2 separate regions of the Ovis aries genome follow, and region 1 is linked to region 2. Evidence: chromatin contacts called from public Hi-C data. All regions are on one chromosome and are shown on one strand. The core of a region is the stretch at or near the end of the contact, and the rest is flanking DNA. Distances in the headings are between cores, read along the strand shown.

Region 1 (5,520 bases), core at 1,852-4,351, 43 kb before region 2:
GTACTCTGCATAGAATTTAAATAAGCAAGCTGACAATATACGGCCTTGACGTACTCCTTTTCCTATTTGGAACCAGTCTATTGTTCCATGTTCAGTTCTAACTGCTGCTTCCTGACCTGCATACAGGTTTCTCAAGAGGCAGGTCAGGTGTTCTGGTATTCCCATCTCTTTCAGAATTTTTCACAGTTTATTGTGATCCACACAGTCAAAGTCTTTGGCATATGGGTTATTGGAAAAGTTAGATATGTATAAACCATTTAGAGTAGTGCTCTGACACATAGGAAGTACTCACTAAATGTTACCATTATTATTTCCCTCTGACACACGGTGCACATCGATGATTTGGCACTGAATGCAGACAGCCTCGGGCTTTCGGTTGACTTTTCATATGGGGTGTCCCAAGGCCAGAGGGCCATCTTATGTAATTGTGTGCCCTGGGTCTGTGTGCTCTGTGCTCCTTGCCTGGTACATGTAATTAGAGTGGGTCATGGGTCACCACAAGCCACAGCCTCCAGCTCTCCCCCTGAATCCATCTCATCTCCTCCAGGGGGTCGGTTCTCACATAAATCTGCCAATCCAATTGCTGAGTGCTCCCATTGTCTGCTGTGGGGCACATGGTGCCCAGTTTTGAATAATGAGAGTCTTTTTTATATATCATTTTATTTATTATGCTTCCCACGTAGTTCAGTCGGTACAGAATCTGCCTGCAATGCAGAAGACCTAGGTTCAATTTCTGGGTCGGGAAGGTCCCCTGGAGGAGGGCATGGCAACCCACTCCAGTATTCTTGCCTGGAGAATCCCATGGACAGAGGAGCCTGGCAGGCTACAAGAGTAGTGAGACACAAGTAATGAGAGTCTTTATATATCTCTATATAGTTTTATTTATCTATTTAATTGTGGCTGTGCTGGGTCTCTGTTGCTGCATGTGGGCTTTCTCTAGTTGTGGGAAATAGGGACTATTCTCTAGGTGCAGTGCATGAGCTTCTCACTGCAGTGGCTGCTCTTGTTATGGAGCACGGGCTCTTGGGCACTCGGGCTTCAGTAGTTGTGGCACGTGACCTCGGTAGTGTCAGCTCCTGGGCTCTAAAGCACAGGCTCAATAGCTGTGGCATACAGCCTGAGTTGCTCCATGCATGTGGGATCTTCCCAGCCCGGGGATCGAACCTGTATCTCCTGCCTTGGCAGAAGGGTTCTTTAACCACTGAGTCACCAGGGAAGCCCCAGGAGTCTTTTTTAATATTTATTTTTATTTATTTATTTGGCTGCACTGGGTCGAAAACTCTTAGTTGCGGCATATGGGGTCTAGCCTCCTGACAAGGGATCAAACCCGGGCCGCTGCCTGCCTTGGGAGCTCCGAGTCTCAGCCACGGGACCACCACGGAAGTCCTGATGAGACACTTGTATTCTCCTCTAGGCTAGGAAGGCCTGCCTGCTCCCTGGGGCTGGGGAGATGTCTAGAGTGGGTTGGCGATGGTGTCAGACTTGTTTTGTTTCCACTCAGGATCGGAGAGACTAGATGCTCCGCAAAAGACCTGCTTGGGCAGAGAGGAAGAAGCTGGCTCTAGAACCTTGGCTTCTAGAACCTTAGCCAGGTTAAGACAGTGTGGTGCACTCGCCTCTGCTGGGCTTGACCACACAGGGTAACAGGTCAGGTTGTAGATGTTTGTGTCTGGAGTTCTTTGGGGTTTCTCTTCATATTCTTCCTGACTTTGCCATCTCTAGAGGTCAGGTCTTTAATCTCTCTCTCTGCTGCTGCTGCTGCTAAGTCACTTCAGTCGTGTCCGACTCTGTGCAACCCCATAGATGGCAGCCCACCAGGCTCCCCCATCCCTGGGATTCTCCAGGCAAGAATACTGGAGTGGGTTGCCATTTCCTTCTCCAACGCTTGAAAGTGAAAAGCGAACATGAAGTCACTCAGTCATGTCCAACTCTTAGTGACCCCATGGACTGCAGCCTACCAGGCTTCTCTGTCCATGGGATTTTCCAGGCAAGAGTACTGGAGTGGGTTGCCATTGCCTTCTCCCTAACATCTGTCTCAGTCTTGCAGAAATCAGAGCTTAGTAAAAGGCCTTGCTAGAAGTGCTTGAGCACTCCATGTGTATTGACTGACTGACAAATTGGCTCCAGGGGCCTTCAGCCAAGCTGGGCCTCTGGCAGGTCTTTTAAAAAGCTGCGATCGGACTCCTTAGATTCCATTAGTGGACCTTGCTGAAGCTGTTCACAGAGCACCCTCAGATGTCAATAAAATCCAACCATATATGCAAATGAGGGTGTTGGAGGTGTGGGTGACTTGGGGTGGAAAGGGCTCCTGGTTCATATAGGAAGGCTTCCTGCTGATTGGTAGGGAACGGGGGTGAAGCGGTAAGCAAAACGGATGCAGTTTGACAAAGTGAGAGGAGGGTGTGGTTTGGGGCCATAACCCACCCTTTCCTGGTTCAGATCAGCACTTGAGTCATTCCAGAGTTCCCCTGCCAAGCCCCTGGGAACCTTCCAGAGTATGACATCTCTCAGGAAGCTAGCTGAGTTTCTTGGAAAATCTCCTCCACGGAGAACCAATCCACCACCTCCATGCTACCCCTCAAATCTTTCTTAGAAATCCTACCTGCCTGCATCTTGGAATGAACAGAATAAGAATGGATGGAGGGTTAAGCCGTAATAATCCAAACCAAATACTGGGTTTGGAGGGCCCTGGTTACTACCCAGTTTCTCATCAGGGCCCCTTAATGGCACCTACTCTCTGGGAGAGTGCTAGTCTTTCAGTCATGTCTGACTCTTTGCAACTCCATGGACCATAGCCCACCAGCCTCCTCTGTCCATGGGATTTTCCCAGGCAAGAGTAGTGGAGTGGGTAGCCATTCCCTGCTGCAGGGGATCTTCCCCACCCAGGGATCAAGCCCGGGTCTCCTGCACTGCAGGCGGATTCTTTACCATCTGAGCTATAACCTGTGTTCAATGAGAAATGTGAATTGAGCCCAGGGGAAGGATGTCTGAGGGGCTCTTGGACTTCTGATCCCTTGTTCAGCTGGCAGAGCTGGGCTGGCACGACGAGCCTCTCTCTGAATTTCTTGCCTTCCTGCTTCCCTCTTGGGACTTTGAGAGGGAAATCTAAGCCTTGTGTCTCTGATTCATTTATGGTGAACTCATCGAGTTGGTGTTTGGCAAGAGTTCTTGGATGTCTCAGAAAGGGCTTTTGGTTTGGTTTCATTTATTATTTGTGTGTGTGTGTGTGTTTGTGGTGCTTGCTTTTCCTTTGAAATAGGAAGACTTTTTTTTTTTTTTTTCCAAGAATACAAGGATACACTAGATTTGAGGTTGGATCACAGCACAAGACTTTATTTTCTTGGGCTCCAAAATCACTGCAGATGGGCACTACAGCCATGTAATTAAAAGATGCTTGCTCCTTGGAAGAAAAGCTGTGACAAAACTAGATACCATATTAAAAAGCAGAGACATTACTTTGCCAACAAAGGTCTGTCTAGTCAAAACTATGGTTTTTCCAGTAGTCATGTATGGATGTGAGAGTTGGACCATAAAGAAGGCTGAGCATCGAAGCATTGATGCTTTTAAACTATGGTATTAGAGAAGACTCTTGAGAGTCCCTTGGACTGCAAGGAGATCCAACCAGTCCATCCTAAGGGAAACCAGTCCTGAATATTCACTGGCAGCTGATCCTGAAGCTGAAGTTCCAATGCTTTGGCCACCTGATGCAAAGAACTGACTCATTAGAAAAGACTCTGATGCTAGGAAAGGTTGAAGGCAGGAGGAGAAGGGGACGACAGAGGATGAGATGGCTGGATGGCATCACCGACTTGATGGACATGAGTTTGAGCAAGCTCTGGGCGTAGTGAAGGACAGGGAAGTCAGGTGTGCTGCAGACCATGGGGTGGCCAAGAGTTGGACACAACTGAGCAACTGAAAAACAACAACAACAATCCCTTGTGTTTCCCTCTTTTTAATTGTGCAAAACAAAACAAGTAATATCTAACATTAATTTTTGCATATTGGGTCCTATTATTATCCTCATTTTACAAATGAGAAAACTAAGCCCAGAGAAGTTAAGCAAATTGCTCAGTCCACATATACTAGCAAGCAGTAGCCTTATATACCTGCATAGTGCAAAGGGCCCACAAAACTTTGGGAGGCTTACAAAAAAATTATTTTTTAATCAGAAGAAAGTCTCAAGAAAATGTTTGCATATATAATATTAATACATTTGACTGTATACCAACATGGCCATGAAGGTTTTTATTATTTTAGAAGCAGATGCTGTGCTAGGTACCAGGCAGAAGTAGAGCCTAATGGGGGCAGTGAGGCTGACCACTAAGTGCAAAGGGACTCAGACCCCAGGCTATCCCCTCCCTGGGGGAGCCAGGTGTGCTGCCTGGCTCAGAGCAGCCTGCGCTTGCCCTAGGAGGCCTACAGGGTTTGGACGAGATAGATCACAGAGGCTTCATGGAGCTGGGAGTTGAGGAGCAAGAGTGTTGTTAAACAGGGAGACAGACAAATGGAGGAATTCGGGAATTCACTGGTTTGCGGGAGACAGAAGCAGCTGATACAGATACAGCTGATAACAGCTTGTGTTGATGATCGATTAACACTCTGTTCCAGAATGACTTTTGAATTTTTTTCTTGTATATTTCACACCAAGGAACCACAGTTCAACAGTGACATTGCATCAGTAAGGTTTAAGACCGAATTGTTACTTAAAACTCTCAATGATTATTTTTTTATGCTAGAAGAGTGAACAAGACTTTGTTTTTGTTCATAGTTCTTTTCTGTTAGATATGAATGAATGGTCATTCTTTAGCATTCCATGGAAAATCCCATGGATGGAGGAGCCTGGTGGGCTACAGTCCATGGGGTCGCTAGAAGTCAGACACAGGCTGAGCAACTTCACTTTCACTTTCACTTTTCACTTTCATGCATTGGAAAAGGAAATGGCAACCCACTCCAGTGTTCTTGCCTGGAGAATCCCAGGGATGGGAGAGCCTGGTGGGCTGCCGTCTATGGGGTCGCACAGAGTCGGACACGAATGAAGCGACTTAGCAGCAGCAGCAGCAGCAGTAATTAGCAAACTGTCCGAAAGGTCATACAGTCATCTCACTTCCTTATTTTTTTTTTTTGCCTCTAAATGGCATACTGAACACTGTGGCATGGTTTCCATGGAGCCAACTGGTGGTTTACAAACAGAGCTCCCCAGAGCTAAGGCTGGGGAGCTAAGCTCAGGAGAAAGGGGACAGCCAGCGCCTGGACTTGGAGCCCTTTTCCTGCTTTAACCTGAGTAAGACATAAATATATTCGCATACTTTTTATTGCACTTCACCTTCTTTTGCTTTGCAGGTATTATTCTTATTTTTATAAATTGAAGGTTTGCAGCAACCCTAGGTCGGGTGAGTCTATCGGCACCATTTTTTCAATAGTGTTTTCTCACTTCATTCCTCTGCGTCACACTTTGGCAATTCTCACAGCATTTCTAGCTTTTTTGTTATATTTATATTGCCCATGGTGATCTGTGATCTG
Region 2 (5,769 bases), core at 3,109-5,608:
GGCCAGGCTGCCACTAAGGAGCCTGCGGGGACCCATTTGGAGGCCTTGAAGCAGACACTGGAGATGCGGGGTTAGGGCCAGGACAGAGGTCTTGTTGCAGTGATCACTGCCTACCTGAGGGTGAGCGATGCTGGGAGCCAACAGATCAACAGATTAAATCTCCCAGGTGAGAGGACAAAAGGGTAGAGTCTGAAAGCATGGTCAGCACCAACATGTGAGAAAACAGACATGTAGAAAGGTGATCAAAGAAACAGAAAAAAGTGGTTAAGAGGGTCAGGAGAAATAGGAAGCTAAAGACCTTGCGGGGGGACTTCCCTGGTGGTCCACCGGCTAAGATTGCACACTTCCAACGCAGGGGTCCTGGGTTCAATCCCTGGTCAGGGAACTAGATTCCGCATGCTGCAACTCTAAGACCCTGCACCCTGCAATGAAGACTGAAAAACCTGAGCGCTGCGACTGAGACCCGGCACAGCCAAAGGAATAAACACAAATAAACGCTCTTTTAGAGTTACAAAAATAAAGAAGCTAAAGACCATGAATGTTCCAAGAAGCTGAGGGTTAGTGGTGTCAGAGGTCTCAGCAAGGTCAAGGATCAGGGGACTAGAATGAGGTCCCTGGACCAGGCAGTGTCAGGACACTAGCAGACTCAGCGGAGCCGTTTCTGTAGGAAATTTGCATGTCTGTGTGTGTGTGTGTGTGTGTGTGTGTGTGTGTGTGTGTGTGTGTGTGTGTTTGGGGTGCTGAAAGGATATCACAGTGACCTGGGAAATAAATGGGAACTGGGGACATCGAGACAGCAGGTCTCTTTTTAAGCAGCAGGGAGGGACTTCCCTGGTGGTCGGGTGGCCCATGCTCGCAATGCAGGAGGCCCAGGTTCCACCCCTGGTCAGGGAACTAGATCCCATATGCCATGAAAATAGATCCTGTCTGCCAAATAAATTCAATAATTTAAAAAAAAAAAAAAGAACCAGGTAAATAAAGGAGGGAAAGAAAGGAAACGGGGCACTAGCTTGAAAGGGAGTCAGGATCAAAAGGAAGTTTCCTTGCTTTAAAATTAAAAGAGAACTGTGAGATACAGCCAGTGAAGGAGCAATGAAGACTCCGGAGAGGGACGACTCCGAACGCTGGGCTGGAGGGAGGCAGCGGGATTAGATGCACCCGGCCGGAAGTGGTGATGACCAGGGCGTGGGGGCGGAGGACCACTCCCCGTCGTGGCCCTCGCGTGGCTCAGCCCCAAACACCCGCTCACCTCGTGGAGTTTGTCAGCCTTCTGGGTCTGCTTCTTCCGACTTCTCTGAGCAGCAACTCGGTTTTTCTCCCTCCTCCGGACCTTCCTGTCGTCATCCTCAGGGCTCTGGGGGAAAGGGCGTGGTCAGGTGGGATGCTGAGGCCCCTCGCCGCCCCTCCTCTGCCCACTCCCTTCATCCAGCCCTGCTCGGGAGCATCACCATGTTCGTTGCGGCCACAGCAGCGCTTGCTGCTCCATCAGCGGGGGAATCAGTGGCCCCGCGTCGAGGGAGCACTACGCATGAGCTATGGCTGGGTTAGCTGCTCCCCCGCCCTCGCCGCCCCCGAGACCTGTGTGGTGGGACTGCCATCTAAAAGATGAGGAATAAGAAACTCCGAGAGGTTGAGGAACTTGCTCCAGGTATCACAGCTAGTAGAGGGCCGAACGGGAAGTGGAACTCACGTCTGCTGGACTCCAAACCAAGTTCTCAAACCTTTCCCCCACCCACCTCCTGGGGCGTGTGCCTGGAAGAGGTGTGGTGTTGGTGTGCACTTGAGGACGGGAAAGGCAAAAGGCGGCTGCTATCTGGGACTTGCCGTGGGCCAGGCCTTCCGCCACCACACACAAACAGGTACTTTTGACATTGTGTGCAAATCACAACTATGCTGATTACCGATTGTAACCACACAACTCTCCCAACACACCAAGTGGTCCTAAAGGCCACAGGCAGCTCATCCCTTTGAACAGTGCTTGACTGACATTTTGTTTCACAGGTCAGAGCAGTTTGAATCCTAAAGCAAACTGATGATGTGTCTTGAAAGCTCTTAGCTATATATGAGATTTAACCAAACTTAGTCAAGTCCTTCAAGAGTTATTCTGAAAAGGCAGGCAGAAAAATGCACCTACAATGGTAAAAACACTTCATCCAGTTATAGAAAACAGAGGAGGGGTAGAGTATTTGCTTCCCAGAGACCTGTGAGAAGATTCCATGGAAATACTACCTTTAAAGAGTTTAGAGATCAAGAATTCAGTGGGATACAAACACAGGAAAGCTACTCAGTTATTACTATTAGTGGAAAGCAAATATTGATAACATGAAATAACAGATGTTTTCAGATATCATTTTATCAGATCTAATATTCCAAATAAGAAAGATACATAGCTCCTCAAGTTACAGTGAGTAGAGAACTTTCAGCATATGCAAGAAAATAAAGCTATGAAAGGAAAAGAAGAAAGAACATGACAGAGAGAAGTGGCCTGAAGACAGTGTTTAAGGGACCAGACACGAGCTGTTAAGATGTAGTCTTTAAGAGGCAAAGAAGTCTTGGTGGAGGTAATCAGAACACAACAGGGGGTCTGACACACAGAACTTAAGCTTTAGAAATATAGGTTCTTGGTTTTGTCCGTTATAGCAATATGGCCTTGGGTAAATGACTTACACTCTCTGATTTTTTGATTTTCTCATTTGCTGTGTGATCCATTCATTCTTTCAGTGAGTATTAACTGAGTACCTGCCATGTGCCAGGCACTGTCCTGGGCACTAGAGATGCATGTCCTGAACAAGTGGTCAGTAATCTCTGCCATGATCATCCTAACAGCCCAGCACTTGGAGCTGCATAAGATAAAACTAGATTTTATCCCAAAGCGCCACATGGTGTGTCTTCAGTAACGTCTGTTAAGACTGCTATTTTCTGTTGAGTCCCTTATAGCACTCATCACCAAATCATGCCTCTCTGGTCCTCATTGGAGATTCATAAGGCTCAAGGGAGGAGCATGCATCCTGCCCTGTAAAAGTGGACCCTCCAAACTGGAGTTAGCACCTACCACATGGTCGGACCTGACAACCAGTAGAAATATTTAATCAAGGCGGAAAGAGAGCAGCAAAATGTTGATATATTCATATATTACTAACCATGTCTCTATTAGTCCTCATAAAAATCACAAGAAGTTATATTATATTGATTTTTACACGTGGAGAAACTGAGGCTCAGAGAGGTGAAGCAGATTCCCCAAGGCTACTCAGCCTGTGTGTGGCAACGCTGAGGCCCAGACTCAGCTGTGTGACTCTCTAGCGTCACCCGATGACATTCTGCGGCAGGCACCTAACTGAGAAGCAGGGCATAACCCTGAAAAGACTCGATCCTAACGTAGTTGAGGGAGAAGTTCTCGGTCTGCCGTCCCTGCCGGCAACCTTGTGTGTTTCCCCGAGTACGCGGCTGTAAACACTGTGGTGGACTGCGCAGAGGAGCCGGCGCCCGCCGAGGGCTCTCCACCCGCCCTGAGGTTGGAGTCTGCCCACCTCGGGCCGCCACCTCGCGTCCCTGGGCCATTCGGGAGGCCGCCGGAGGAGAGTACACGCTGAGATTGCCTGGGCACGAGCCGCCCCTCGGAGCGGAATTTCCCCTCTCCACACCTTGGCCCCAGCTCGGCGCGGCGGGGAAGGACCACGCGCTCTGGCGATGGGGCGGCAGCCAGCGGCGGCGCACGGATGGCGACACCCAGGGCGGCCCAGACCCCACGTGCCGGGCAGCGTGAACAGTGCCCAGCCCTACCAGACGTCGGCGCCCTCCGACCTCTGCTCCTCTCAGGTTCAGGAGCCCAGTCACCATCCCGGACGCCCCGGGCACCTGGAGTGCGCTCGGGGCGGCCGGGCAGAGGCGCACAGCGGGGTGCCCGCGTGCCCCCACGCCGCTCGCGTCCGGCTCCCGCACTGCCCTCTACCCCTGCTCCCATCAGTCCCAAGCCGGGAGCCCCAGCACCCACCTCCTCACGCCCCTCGTAGCGCGCCCACCACTCCCCGCAACCCGGGCACCCTCCCGAGCCTCCATCTAGCTCGCTACCTGTGGCCGCGCCTGGTTCCCGGGCGCCGAGACGCTCCTGTGCAGGACGCTGCCGGCAGCCGGGAGCCCTTGCGACATGCCGGGCGCTGCTCCGGCTCGGCCCGGCCAGCCGCGCAGCCTCGCGGACGAGCGGCCGCGCGGCCCGGCGCGCCCTGCACGCGGGGCGCTGCCTACCGGCTCCCTCGGGCCGCACGCATCCCCGCGCCCCCGCACCTGCGGGCGGCCGCCTCGGCCCCGCCCCCCGGGCTTCCCGCTCCCCCGGCTCCGCCGCGCGGCGCCCGGGTTTCCCCACCCCCCGGTCCCAGCGCGCCGTCCTTCCCGTCCCGAGTCCGCCCCGCCCCGCCTTCTCCCACCCCCGCTCCGTTCCTCCTCTCCCCGCCCTCTCGCCGCACCCCGGGGTCCCAGATCCCACCCCTGCCGCCGCTTTCCGCTGGGGGCCCCCTGCTTCGTGGAAGTCACGTGGTGGCTCCGAAACCCAGAAGGGAGCGCGAAGCCCCCTCGCCAGAAGCGAGGCTGGGACAGGTTGCGGTCGTGGAGGCGCCGCGCAGCCCTGGGGGGCGTCTCTCGGCCGCTCTCGGAGAACTCGGGCTGAGAAACTCCAGTGGGAGGTTTGGGAGGGGGGGCGGTGTTTTCTTTCCCGGTCCCACCGCGGCACCTTCCTGCGCATCCGCCCGCCTTTCCCCCCGCCCGCAGGGGTGACAGTCTCGGGGGACTTTCTCTGCGCTGCGATCGGTCACGCTCCCTCCCTCCGGGGCCCCACCGGGGAGACGCAGGCCTGTGCACCTTGAGACCCACGGGGCACCCCGGGGCCTTTCTGAGGAGAGCACCTTCTCTCTCCTCTATCGCCAGTTCCGCGGGGCAGTGGGAGGGAACCAGGCGGGGCGGCCCCGGAGGGTGAATTCCCTCGGGGAGGATGGCGAGGAAGAGATTGTCCTGCAGATTTCACAGTGGCTGGGCTTCCCCGGAGCCTGGCTGGCACGGGGGACGTCCCTGGTACACAGGTTCGGGGATCTGGACCCTGCGCGCTAACGTGAAATGGACCCGATGCTTTTTCTCTCCCAAGGTTCAAGTGGCGGATGCTCTGCCCGCAAAGTTAAGATGCGGGACTTCGTGCCAGACGGAGGCCGAGGCTTGCTCCCTCCACCTGCCTGCCAGTTAAAAGATGCAAAGTCAAGCGATGTTGTACGTGATCCCAGCAAAGGAAAAAAAAAAAAAAAAGGCAAAAAAAAACAAGTGGTTACGGGTTTGTGGTCTGCGTACTGTGAGCACCGGGAAGGAAAGATAACCGCGAACCTGGGCCGGCGGGTGGGAACCAGAATCAGGAGGTCAGGCGTGCCTTCCGAGTGTGGTCGCTTAAGCTTTCAGGCTCCAGGTTCGTGGGCAGCTGTGAGGATGAAGGCGGGGTAGGGGGTGGTGAGGAGTCGGGGGTAGAGGGGCGGACACTTGTGGCTCCCAGTCCAGTGCAAGTGGCTCTCCGCGCCAGGTTTAAGACCCTTGCAAAAGTTTTGAGATGCAGCCAGCTAGAGGGCAGGGAAGCAAGTGGTGATTCTTGTCTGTGTGTGTCGGGGCTTGGACCAGCCGAGAGGAGGGTGGAGGTGCACGCGGGCCGCGGGAGGACAGAGGGTGGGCGCCTCCACGATTAAGGCTGCACAGCGGCGGAGCCCTCTCTCCGTCCGCCTGGATTTCTCTTTTATCCTTTTC

The links. Hi-C and Micro-C count contacts between places; a contact is called where the count stands out from the background.
Region 1: a contact with region 2 is called in a Hi-C map of tail adipose tissue, with 1.8 times the contacts expected there. The contact joins the enhancer-like site here to the promoter of BATF3 in region 2. A contact is called at or near these places in 4 of 16 Hi-C or Micro-C datasets (blood, hypothalamus and tail adipose tissue).

Annotation. Positions count from the first base shown.
Region 1 is chr12:70,361,827-70,367,346 of ARS-UI_Ramb_v3.0, reverse strand. No RefSeq gene overlaps it. Among named protein-coding and RNA genes, the nearest start is that of GARIN4, 32 kb to the left of the region's middle. Within about 2 kb of position 3,101, at least 2 of the 54 cell types and tissues checked have an H3K27ac peak or open chromatin away from gene starts, as enhancers often do. A contact at or near this core is called in tail adipose tissue, where this site is marked.
Region 2 is chr12:70,319,630-70,325,398 of ARS-UI_Ramb_v3.0, reverse strand. It overlaps BATF3 (basic leucine zipper ATF-like transcription factor 3), which reads right to left and starts at 4,358. Exons shown (of 3, transcript XM_027956301.3): 1 at 4,069-4,358; 2 at 1,250-1,354. The coding sequence starts at 4,146.